Regions from separate parts of the Ostrinia nubilalis genome. Here region 1 is linked to region 2. The links are chromatin contacts, called in public Hi-C maps. All regions are on one chromosome and are shown on one strand. The core of a region is the stretch at or near the end of the contact, and the rest is flanking DNA. Distances in the headings are between cores, read along the strand shown.

Evidence for each region. A called contact is a pair of places that touch in the nucleus more often than the background predicts.
Region 1: a Hi-C map of whole body shows a contact between it and region 2, with 4 times the contacts expected there. The contact joins the promoter of LOC135074367 here to the promoter of LOC135074363 in region 2. A contact is called at or near these places in 2 of 5 Hi-C or Micro-C datasets (both in whole body).

The regions. Positions count from the first base shown.
Region 1 is chr9:1,635,787-1,640,515 of ilOstNubi1.1, reverse strand. It overlaps LOC135074367 (inositol monophosphatase 1), which reads right to left and starts at 2,327. Exons shown (of 1, transcript XM_063968632.1): 1 at 1,188-2,327. The coding sequence starts at 2,169. The coding sequence ends at 1,351. LOC135074368 (a long non-coding RNA gene) reads right to left here and starts at 454. Exons shown (of 2, transcript XR_010257821.1): 1 at 1-454.
Region 2 is chr9:1,501,891-1,507,023 of ilOstNubi1.1, reverse strand. It overlaps LOC135074363 (protein C10-like), which reads right to left and starts at 2,409. Exons shown (of 2, transcript XM_063968623.1): 1 at 2,325-2,409; 2 at 1-1,225. The coding sequence starts at 1,221. The coding sequence ends at 157. LOC135074792 (transmembrane channel-like protein 3) reads left to right here and starts at 3,727. Exons shown (of 15, transcript XM_063969172.1): 1 at 3,727-3,890; 2 at 4,736-4,856. The coding sequence starts at 4,739.

The DNA of each region.
Region 1 (4,729 bases), core at 1,078-3,577, 130 kb before region 2:
CACTATTTTCCATGACTATTTATTGATTTGGTAATAAATTATAAGTAATTATAATAGCTTAATAACTAAATTATACTTGTTGTTTTATTTCTCCTTCTATTTAAAATTTAATTATGTTTAAGTTATGTAGGACTACAATAATTTCATAACATAGTACTCTCAATAAGTCCAAACTTTTTCAAAACTTCTAAATCCCAACTAATCCCAACTAATATTATAAATGCGAAAGTAACTCTGTCTGTCTGTCTGTCTGTCTGTCTGTCTGTCTGTCTGTCTGTTACGCTTTCCCGCTTAAACCTCGCAACCGATTTTGATGAAATTTGGCATAGAGATAGTTTGAGTCCCGGGAAAGAACATAGGATAGTTTTTATCCCGGTTTTTGAAACAGGGACGCGCGCGATAAAGTTTTTCTGTGACAGACAAAATTCCACGCGGGCGAAGCCGCGGGCGGAAAGCTAGTAATAAATAAGTTCATCTGATTAAATCTTTTAGTAAAATATGCAATTTTTTCTTATTAACATTAAAAAAATATAGTAAAATAGAAACATCAATATAATTGAATGTCATAAACTCTGAAAACCAACTTATTTATCACCAGTCCTGAATTCAATAAGATTCAATAAAAAATAAATTAAAATCTAAAATAAATGCCTCGTTGTCATTAGTAAGTAAAACAAATCTGTAATATGGAAGTAGTAGATCAGGTTACTTAATCCTTATTGGTATTTAACTAGAAAATCATTTGACATCATCCACAGAGAATGATACATACTCGTCATGTCTGTGAACAGGCGCTGCTTTCGGGGACTGGTCAATCCAAGTTATTCAAATTTATGTATGCGAGTCATTTCTACTAGTGCCTTAATATGTAAGTCTAGATATTAGCACGTCACTACCTTGTTTAATATACCACGCAATCTTGTATACCCATTCTTATGATACACCATACAAGAATGCATGGTAAATTCAGTGAACTGCTCCTGAATCGAATGTACCTACTACTACTATTTCTATTTATTTATATTAACCGGCAGACAGTGGTGACTGAGTTTGTTGCGGCGCTTCTTCTCAGCACTTGCCAAATGTTGGTCTCGAAGCGCTGGTAGGGTAAAAAGATTATGAGACATGTAGAGGCTCCAAGAGCATATGACGATTTGTAAGAACTATTTATTAGTCTAAACAAATAAAGAAATTTTGACTTTGACTTTGACTTTGACACTACATACAATCCCTGTAGAATGTGAATAAATATGTAAGTACATAGTTCAAATTACAATGCATCAAAAATTTAAAACTTCCCTTAAATATTGTTTGATTAATATTATTATATTGTCTACTCTTCATCCCGCTTTAATCCCTCTCTGGGTAATACTGGACCAAGGTCTTGGACAACTCCTCAGCCAGCTCCTTCGTACCAGCACAAAGCACCCTGCGCGACAGAATGTCAAAAGGGCCACCGGCAGGATCTATGACCACTCCTCCAGCCTCTCGCACTATAATGGTCCCAGCAGCTACGTCCCAGGCGTGAATCCCAAACTCAAAGTTAGCATCCGCTGCTCCCATTGCTACCATGGCCATGTTCAACGCCGCCGAACCCAAAGCTCGCATGCCCTGAGCTTTAGAAATGATTTGATCAAAATTTTCCCGCACAACTTTCATTTTATCCGCATCACGGCTTGTGCCAGCTTCGAAAGCAACTAATGCTCCCTTCAGTTCCTTAACCTTTGACACATGAATGATTTGATCGTTAAGATACGCTCCTTGATGCTTCAAGGCAGTAAATAGTTGATTCATAATTGGGTTATAAATGATCCCCATCTCTGGCACCTTGTTAATGAGCAGGCCGAGAGAAATGCAGCTATGAGGAAACCCATGGACGAAGTTAAGAGTACCGTCAATAGGGTCGAGGACCCAGGTCGGCTCGTCAGTGAGAACCACTCTGGCACCTTCCGCGACTGATTCTTCGCCGATAAACGCGTGATGAGGAAATTCCTCTTTTAATTTGGACAAGATAGTCGTCTCTACCGCTTTGTCCACTTCAGTTACCAAGTCGATGTCGCACGACTTCAATTTGTAATCCTTGCATCCCTTGACATGCTCAGTTATAAGTTTTCCTGCCGACTTTACGATCTCTAAAGCTACCATAAAGTAGGTATCAACCATCGACATGTTGAATTAAATTTGTCTTTTAGGTACCTGATTATGAAATTTGAAATCCGAAGGTGTGCCTGTTGCTTCAAAGGGGAGGACCTTCCACCAGGGAATTTTATTCGCAAATGGGATAAAAACAAACAAGATTTTCGCACATCACGAATGTGTTTGACACTAACGACACGACAATTTAACAATTTTGACATTTTGTATGATATACGTCGCGTTGACAACTTTGACTTTGTTTTTTTTTTAATGTACAGTTAAGCAATGATATCAACAACCACATTTCAAATTCTATCTGACATTATTGGGTACTTTTTTATTCCTGATTCTTTAGTTAGTTCTTACCTTAGAGATCTAACCAATTCCTCTATGGTTCTAACCGTAAAGATATTACTAGAGATGAAACGGATATCCGGTAACTATCCGGTAGGCCGGATATCCGGCCTAAATTCGGCCAGATACCGGATAGTAACTCGAGTGCATTACCCCAGCAAAATTTTTATATAAATTTTGGGCTTTAGAGTCTAGAGTATAGCAGATAATTAGTCCATCGTGAGCAGAAATTTGTCCACTAATAGCAAAATTCGTTCAAATTATAGTTTTAAAGTTATCAGGAAAAAACAGATTTTGCTGCGGTAACGTTTCAAACATTACCCTGACAAATCTTTTTTTTAAGTCGTTCTATCCCGGAACCAAATACATTGATAGATAGCTCTTGTTGCGTAGTAATTTGTCCACGAATAGCAAAATTTGTTCGTGTTCCGGTTCTCAAGTTTTTTAGAATTTTGCTGATGTGCATGTGGATTGAGTGATCCTTGCTTCAATCTTAACAAAAATCGAGGAAGTTTTACTTAAAATATGTTAAAACATTGCGATGAAGTTTAAAAATTTGTTAAACCTGAGATAAAAATGTTATGGTCAATAAATAGGAGCACTCATACCGCACGCATTAAGAAAACGTCAAAATGTTTATTTCAGAAAATAAAGCCTTTCCACTTCTTTTTATAGTATTGAAAAATTGTTAAGAATATGTTAAAACTATTAACAAATTCCGAAATCCCTTGCACGTCCCGTTCCAAAGTTATGCGATTATTTAGGATCACTCACACCGCACACGGGCCGTATGAGTGCTCTTCAAAATCATGACTATTTATTAATAAATACGTTTTATTTCTGTTGGGAAATGTGTGCAAACTGACGAGCGAATTTGTTAAAGAAAGAGTGTGACAAAACTTAAAAGCTGAAGGAAGAAATTAACCTTTATTCTTTCCTCCAATATGCCGTGTGAGTGATCCTTACTTTTACCTCTATCTGCTCATATGTAGTTCGTAGGCAGACTGAGATAGTATCTAAAATTGTTAATCGTTTTTAACAATAACTTGGCATATAATTTGCTTTTATTAAGGCCATAATTTAAGAAATATCAGGCTTAGATGATTCCTAAAGGAAAATGTTGATTAGGGTACGTATGATTTTTTATTTTGAGAGACTGTTTCGACTCATCAGAAGTTTTCCTAAGGACGTTTTATCTATACTTATAATAGGTACATCTGTAGAGAGGTCAATTCTGTACATGAAATATATTTTCAAAATAACTATCAGGGGGTGATTAGTGATCGATACTGATGCCAAAAATGCAATCAGTAAAATTTTTGTCTGTCTGTCTGTCTGTCTGTCTGTTAACATAGAATCCTATCCTACTAATATTATAAATGCGAAAGTTTGTGTGGATGTCTGGATGTTTGTTACTTTTTCACGCAAAAAACTGCAGAACGGATTTTAATGAAACTTTACAGTATTATTGTTTATAACCCAAAATAACATATAGGCTATAAAATTTATGACGATATATGACAAACTAAATTTCACGGGGGTGAAGCCGTGGGCAAAAGCTAGTATAATATAAACAGGACACAAAACACCTAAAGTATGTAGGTATGTCAAGTAAAACAGAATGTCTAGAAGACTAGTTAGCCAATAGGAATAAAATATAAACAGGACACTTAATACATATTAGATTGCATTGGTTTTGCATTGTCACGTCTGACGAATCGGAACAGTCTCACAAAATAAAAAATCATATGTACCCTAATCAACATTTTCCTTTAGGAATCATCTAAGCCTGATATTTCTTAAATTATGGCCTTAATAAAAGCAAAATATATGCCAAATAATTGTTAAAAACAATTAACAATTTTAGATACTATCTCAGTCTGCCTACGAACTACATATGAGCAGATAGAGGTAAAAGTAAGGATCACTCACACGGCATATTGGAGGAAAGAATAAAGGTTAATTTCTTCCTTCAGCTTTTAAGTTTTGTCACACTTATTCTTTAACAAATTCGCTCGTCAGTTTGCACACATTTCCCAACAGAAATAAAACGTATTTATTAATAAAAAGTCATTATTTTGAAATACGGCCCGTGTGCGGTGTGAGTGATCCTAAATAATCGTCATAACTTTGGAACGGGACGTGCAAGGAATTTCTGAATTTGTTAATAGTTTTAACATATTCTTAACAATTTTTCAGTACTATAAAAAGAAGTGGAAAGGCTATATTTTCTGAAATA
Region 2 (5,133 bases), core at 1,160-3,659:
CAAATATCCATCAAAGATATAACACCAATTAATAAAGGACCATCATGCTGACAAAATTTTAAGGTACTATTTCCAATACATGATGTAACATCAATATTCTACAAGATCTTTTTCCTTGTACATACAGAAGCAATACACAATAGTTCAAAACTAAAGTTAACCTTTGTTACTGATGTTGTTCTGTTCATTCCACACTCGAACCAGTTCGTCGTGGTCATGATATCCGTGGGACGCTATGACGTCTCTGTATCCTTCTTTATCGTACTTCTTCTTGTAGAAATGAAACCGAGGACAGTGCTGCGGCACTAAGCCCACCTTCTTCGCCAGTATGCCCAGGTAAATGTCATCGAACCTGAAGTGCTTAACGAACAGACTCCCAGCATACATGGTCTTCATAGATTTGTTTGACACAACGTAAGCTCCGGCCGTCACGTAGCTCGGCCATTTGCTCCAAGGGTACTCCTCCAACGAAACCCTCCATTTACTCGTAATAAATCGCTGCGGAGTGCTCTCGAATACATAACCGGCGTACAATTGCTCGTTACCGTGTCCAGTACTGGTTGGCACTGGCTTATCGTGCACATAATCCAACAGGTTGTTGACTGATATGTACATATCGTCGTCGGTAAATAAATAATAATCCGCCGTGTTGCAGTGTTCGTACACCCAGCGGAACGACATCATAGTCTTTATGGTGTTGTTGTAGTAATTGTCGCGGAAGTCTATCTGGATGATATCCTTGAACTGGACCATCTCCTCGTCGATTTTCTTTTGCGTCTCCGATTTGGGGTAGCTTTCGTCTATACCAACAAAGAATAGACTTTTGACGATGCGGCCTGGAATCAAGTTTTCTTGGCCATACGTTAGACGCACCGCGTTTCTGTGGCCGAAGTGGTCCATCGCCGATTTGATTACTATAAACAAATCCAGCTTCTCTACGGTATTGCACTTTCCGGAGTTAGTCAGGAACCTGTATGGGTAATAGTTGATCGGTGGAACACTCGGCTTCTTCCCCGCCATGACTTCCTGCAGTAGCGGTTGTATGTCCATGTTGAGAGGATAGTCGAAGCCATCTTCAATTCTTCTAGCATTCACATAATCGTTTATGCCTAACAAATAGTAGACACTGATAACTACACACACGCACAGCAAAAGTTTGTATTTTCTCCTTTTGAACGACATCATTGTCACGTTCTTGAGATTCTTTTCATTACTGGACATGGACCTGAAAATATATTATTTATTTAGGAAAACCAGGGTTTTACAGTGTATAATAATGACAAGATAGGCAACAAGAAAACCAGTATAAGTTTCCAAAGGTAAAAACAATTTAAACAATTAGTGAGCCTTTGCACCAGGATTACTACTTCATCCATCATATAGGGTTTAAAAGTTTATACAATTAACAATACATACTTAAATTAAACACTATTTATTTACTAATAATTAAAAATTTAATATACATAAATAAATACACAAAGAAGAAAACAACACATTATAATTGTGTTGTTTTATATAAACTTATAAAAATCCTAAACCACTTTTCCAGATATTTATTTACCTATTGTTAGTCATGTAGTTTGTAATTTTGTTGCTACCAATGTAACATTGAATTCAAAAGTTTTTCTTACAAGAAATTCTTGTAAAGTATAATACAACACAAAAATAGACATGACCACCAAATTTCAACAAATAATGACGATGAAATGATTACGTATTCTTAAACATAACCTCGACTCACCATATGCCGGTCTTATCTTCTTGTCTATTTGATAAAATATTACGGTTGATAAGGTTATGCTACAAGTTACAAGGCAAGTTATTATTCCGACTCCTACAGACTACACACTAATGCCACAATGCACAGAGCAATACATTTTATTTTGTTATTTTAGTGACAGTGCATTGCATCTTAAATGGAGGGTAGTTGGCAAAACTACCAAAAACATATCACAATCATTTTTAGAGTAATGGTTAATAAATAATTATATCTTTTAAATTATGCGAAAATGTGGATGCTCCTTCTTGAAAAGCTTCAATATGTTGGCAAGAGTACCACAGCTGATATAAATTGTCGATCATTCTAGAAATTAAGTTGGAGCCTTTCTCGACAAATGCTCCTTGGATATAAATATTGTTTTTTTTTTTCTCTCCTTTATATCTACAATCGGCTATCCCTAGCCATATTAATTAGAAGAGATCTCGGAGCGGATTATTTGATTGCTATCCCATTAAATAGCACCATCTATTGGTAGAAGCACTTCACTTACTTTCATCTAGCTAACTCAAGGATGAAGATGAGAAATATTGAATGCAATATTTACCTAGAGTGAAGTATCCACAGTAGAACTGATTGACACTGGAGGCAGATAGTGGCTGCGGATCTGGCTGTGTAGTCGGGCCACCTCGCCGTCAACGCTCTCCATCTTGCGGATCAGTTGTGTGAACTGTACCAAACCTATAAAGATAAAGAAAACTGATAATTGCTGAAGTTGATAATAAATTGTATCTCATGCAGAGTACTTCAATCACATTCAAAGATTAAGTTTATTTTACAGGATTTCTAGCTGTAAGTACTCATGCACTTCATGAAAAAATTTACTATTTAAGATCTGTGATTCTCGTTAAGTTTATTTTATTTATTACTACTGCTACTCACATGGGAATACTCGAAAATAAATCAGTTCACTTTCAAATTAAATTTTTTAATTAGAAGCTGGAGATTCAAGTGGATAAGGTTCTAGCATAAATTAAAATAATATTTTAAAGACTCGCCTTCTCTAGTATTACTGAAGCCATGATGTTTAATAGTTTCCATTTCGATCTGAGCCACAATCGGGAACACAATCTGCATCATCTTAAGCATCTCATTCCCTGCTGCCTCCTTAGCTTCGTCCAGCTTGGGCGAGTAGTCCGGGCTCTCGAGCGCGTCTATGACCTCGCTCAGAATCTGACGGACTTGCTCCACGGACAAACTTTGCGGGAACGCCATCGTATCGGCACATACATTTAGGGTCTGCAAAGTTCAAGTATGCAGCTAAAACACGTTGGCGATTGGAATACTAAGGCGTAATAAATAGTTATAGGTGTATGCAACGCTAACAGTAGGGCCTTGCAGTCACAGATTAGGGAGTCTTGCAGTTATAAATAGAATAATGGAAGCAAAAAAGGAAATAACCTCTTACTTGACAACTAAGTATGGCAATACAATTATATTTGGTACAGCACAAAGTTTTTTAACTATTTACATAGTACAAAGCCAATGGGATAGAGATTTTATTACACTTTTTAGGATATGAGTCACATTTATCGTGAAAAAATACGGAAAGAAGATTTTAACTCCCATACAATTTGTCAACCAACAACAACTGACACTTGACAGATTAATATGCCAATTGCCAAGGTTCAAGCCCGGCCAAGCCAATGAATGAATGAGCCAAGGCCAAGGGTTCGATTCACAGATTAGAGAGTATGTCGATTCTGTTTCCTCTTGTAAGAATTAAAAAGACAAGTCATCAGTTTTTTTGTATTAGCGTTTTTCATAGCGTTTTTAAACGCTATTTGTAATAATTAATCATTCATTTTGTGCTGATAAATAATGACCCCCTTTTTTATGAGTTTCAGCTTACTGTATTTCCTTGATGAGTTTGTTATAGTGACTTGGCTTATTGGAGAACTCCAAAGCCGTAAACCTACAAAAAAAATGACTTGTCTGACATATGTCACTAACTAATGTCAAAAAACTCAAATTTCCACAAGTGTTTGTTGTTTTTCTGAGTATATTTTCAAAAACAGCTTTATTAGATTTGGTTGGTTGTCGCTTAACGTTTCTCAATCACTCTTTTCCTGTAATAAACATATATAAATTAAGTCATAAACAACTGTCGTCAGTAAGTACAAAACTTAATTCTTTTTTTTTTCTTTGATCAAACTTGACCAAATGGAAACTAAAAATCAACTTTTCTTTGTGAAAGTTATTTGAATAGATATACAACAGTCCTTATCACATATTATTATTAATCATTAACCTACGAAAAACTGTACAATAAATTAGTTTCTTTGTGTAAGGCTACTATAAAATAAATTTCTTGTAAGACCTTATAAAGGAAAATTATATTATAATCTGATATTGTTATGATAATTTTATACTTATCAGACAAATGTTATTAGGTTTCAATCATTACCAGAGAAAATATCCCAAAAATTGGAGTGTGGCTTCTGATCCACAGGGTTTTTTTATTAGTAAGCATACTGCACGAGTAGTTTTCAAACAAAGTGGTTTAGCAGTCCAAATGAGGTCAATTCAACCATACTGATGATCTGTGTCTATTACAATTTTTTTTAATCTGGATTTCTAGTTCCGTGGTATTTCAAAGTTACAAAGTTATTCCAATATGCAGATAATATTTCTCAATTGTGTTTCTTATCAATTAGTTGATATCAAGCACATGAGTCACATTTTTAAATTAAACAATCTTTCCTGAAACCTATTACTCTATTTAAGTATATCTTTAAATCTAGTTTTCTATCTAATCTTAAATAATGTAATTAGGTTTCATTGTGAAACTATGCTCATAATATAATTTGTATTTTATTAAGATAAAAGTGAATGAGTATTGAATATCCACAAGCAGAATGCAGCTGATCTACTCTCTTTTATTTGACTACCTATGTACCTGAGGTTCACAATAAAGATATTTTGAATTTTACTACCAAATACTTTTTAAATTCATAGACAATGGAGAACGAGGAAGAAATAGAGCGGCCACCGAGCGCGCGCCGTACGTTTACGCTGCGACATGGCGCGGCTAGGCAGGTGGCCATCAACTTCATGCCGTCGCGGCAGCTCTCCTACAGTAAGTAATATGAACTGAGTACCATAGACAATGGAGAATCAGGAAAAAAGAGAGAGGCCACAGAGCGTTCACGCTGCGACACGGCGCGGCCAGGCAGGTGGCCATCAACTTCATGCCGTCGCGGCAGCTCTCCTACAGTGAGTATCATAACTAGTGAGGATCCATAGACAACGGAGAACGTGGAAGAAGGGAGCGGCCACAGAACGTTCTGTTGTCAGTACGGGGCGGCCGTCAACTTCATGCCGTCACGGCAGCTCTCCTACAGTGAGTAACATTA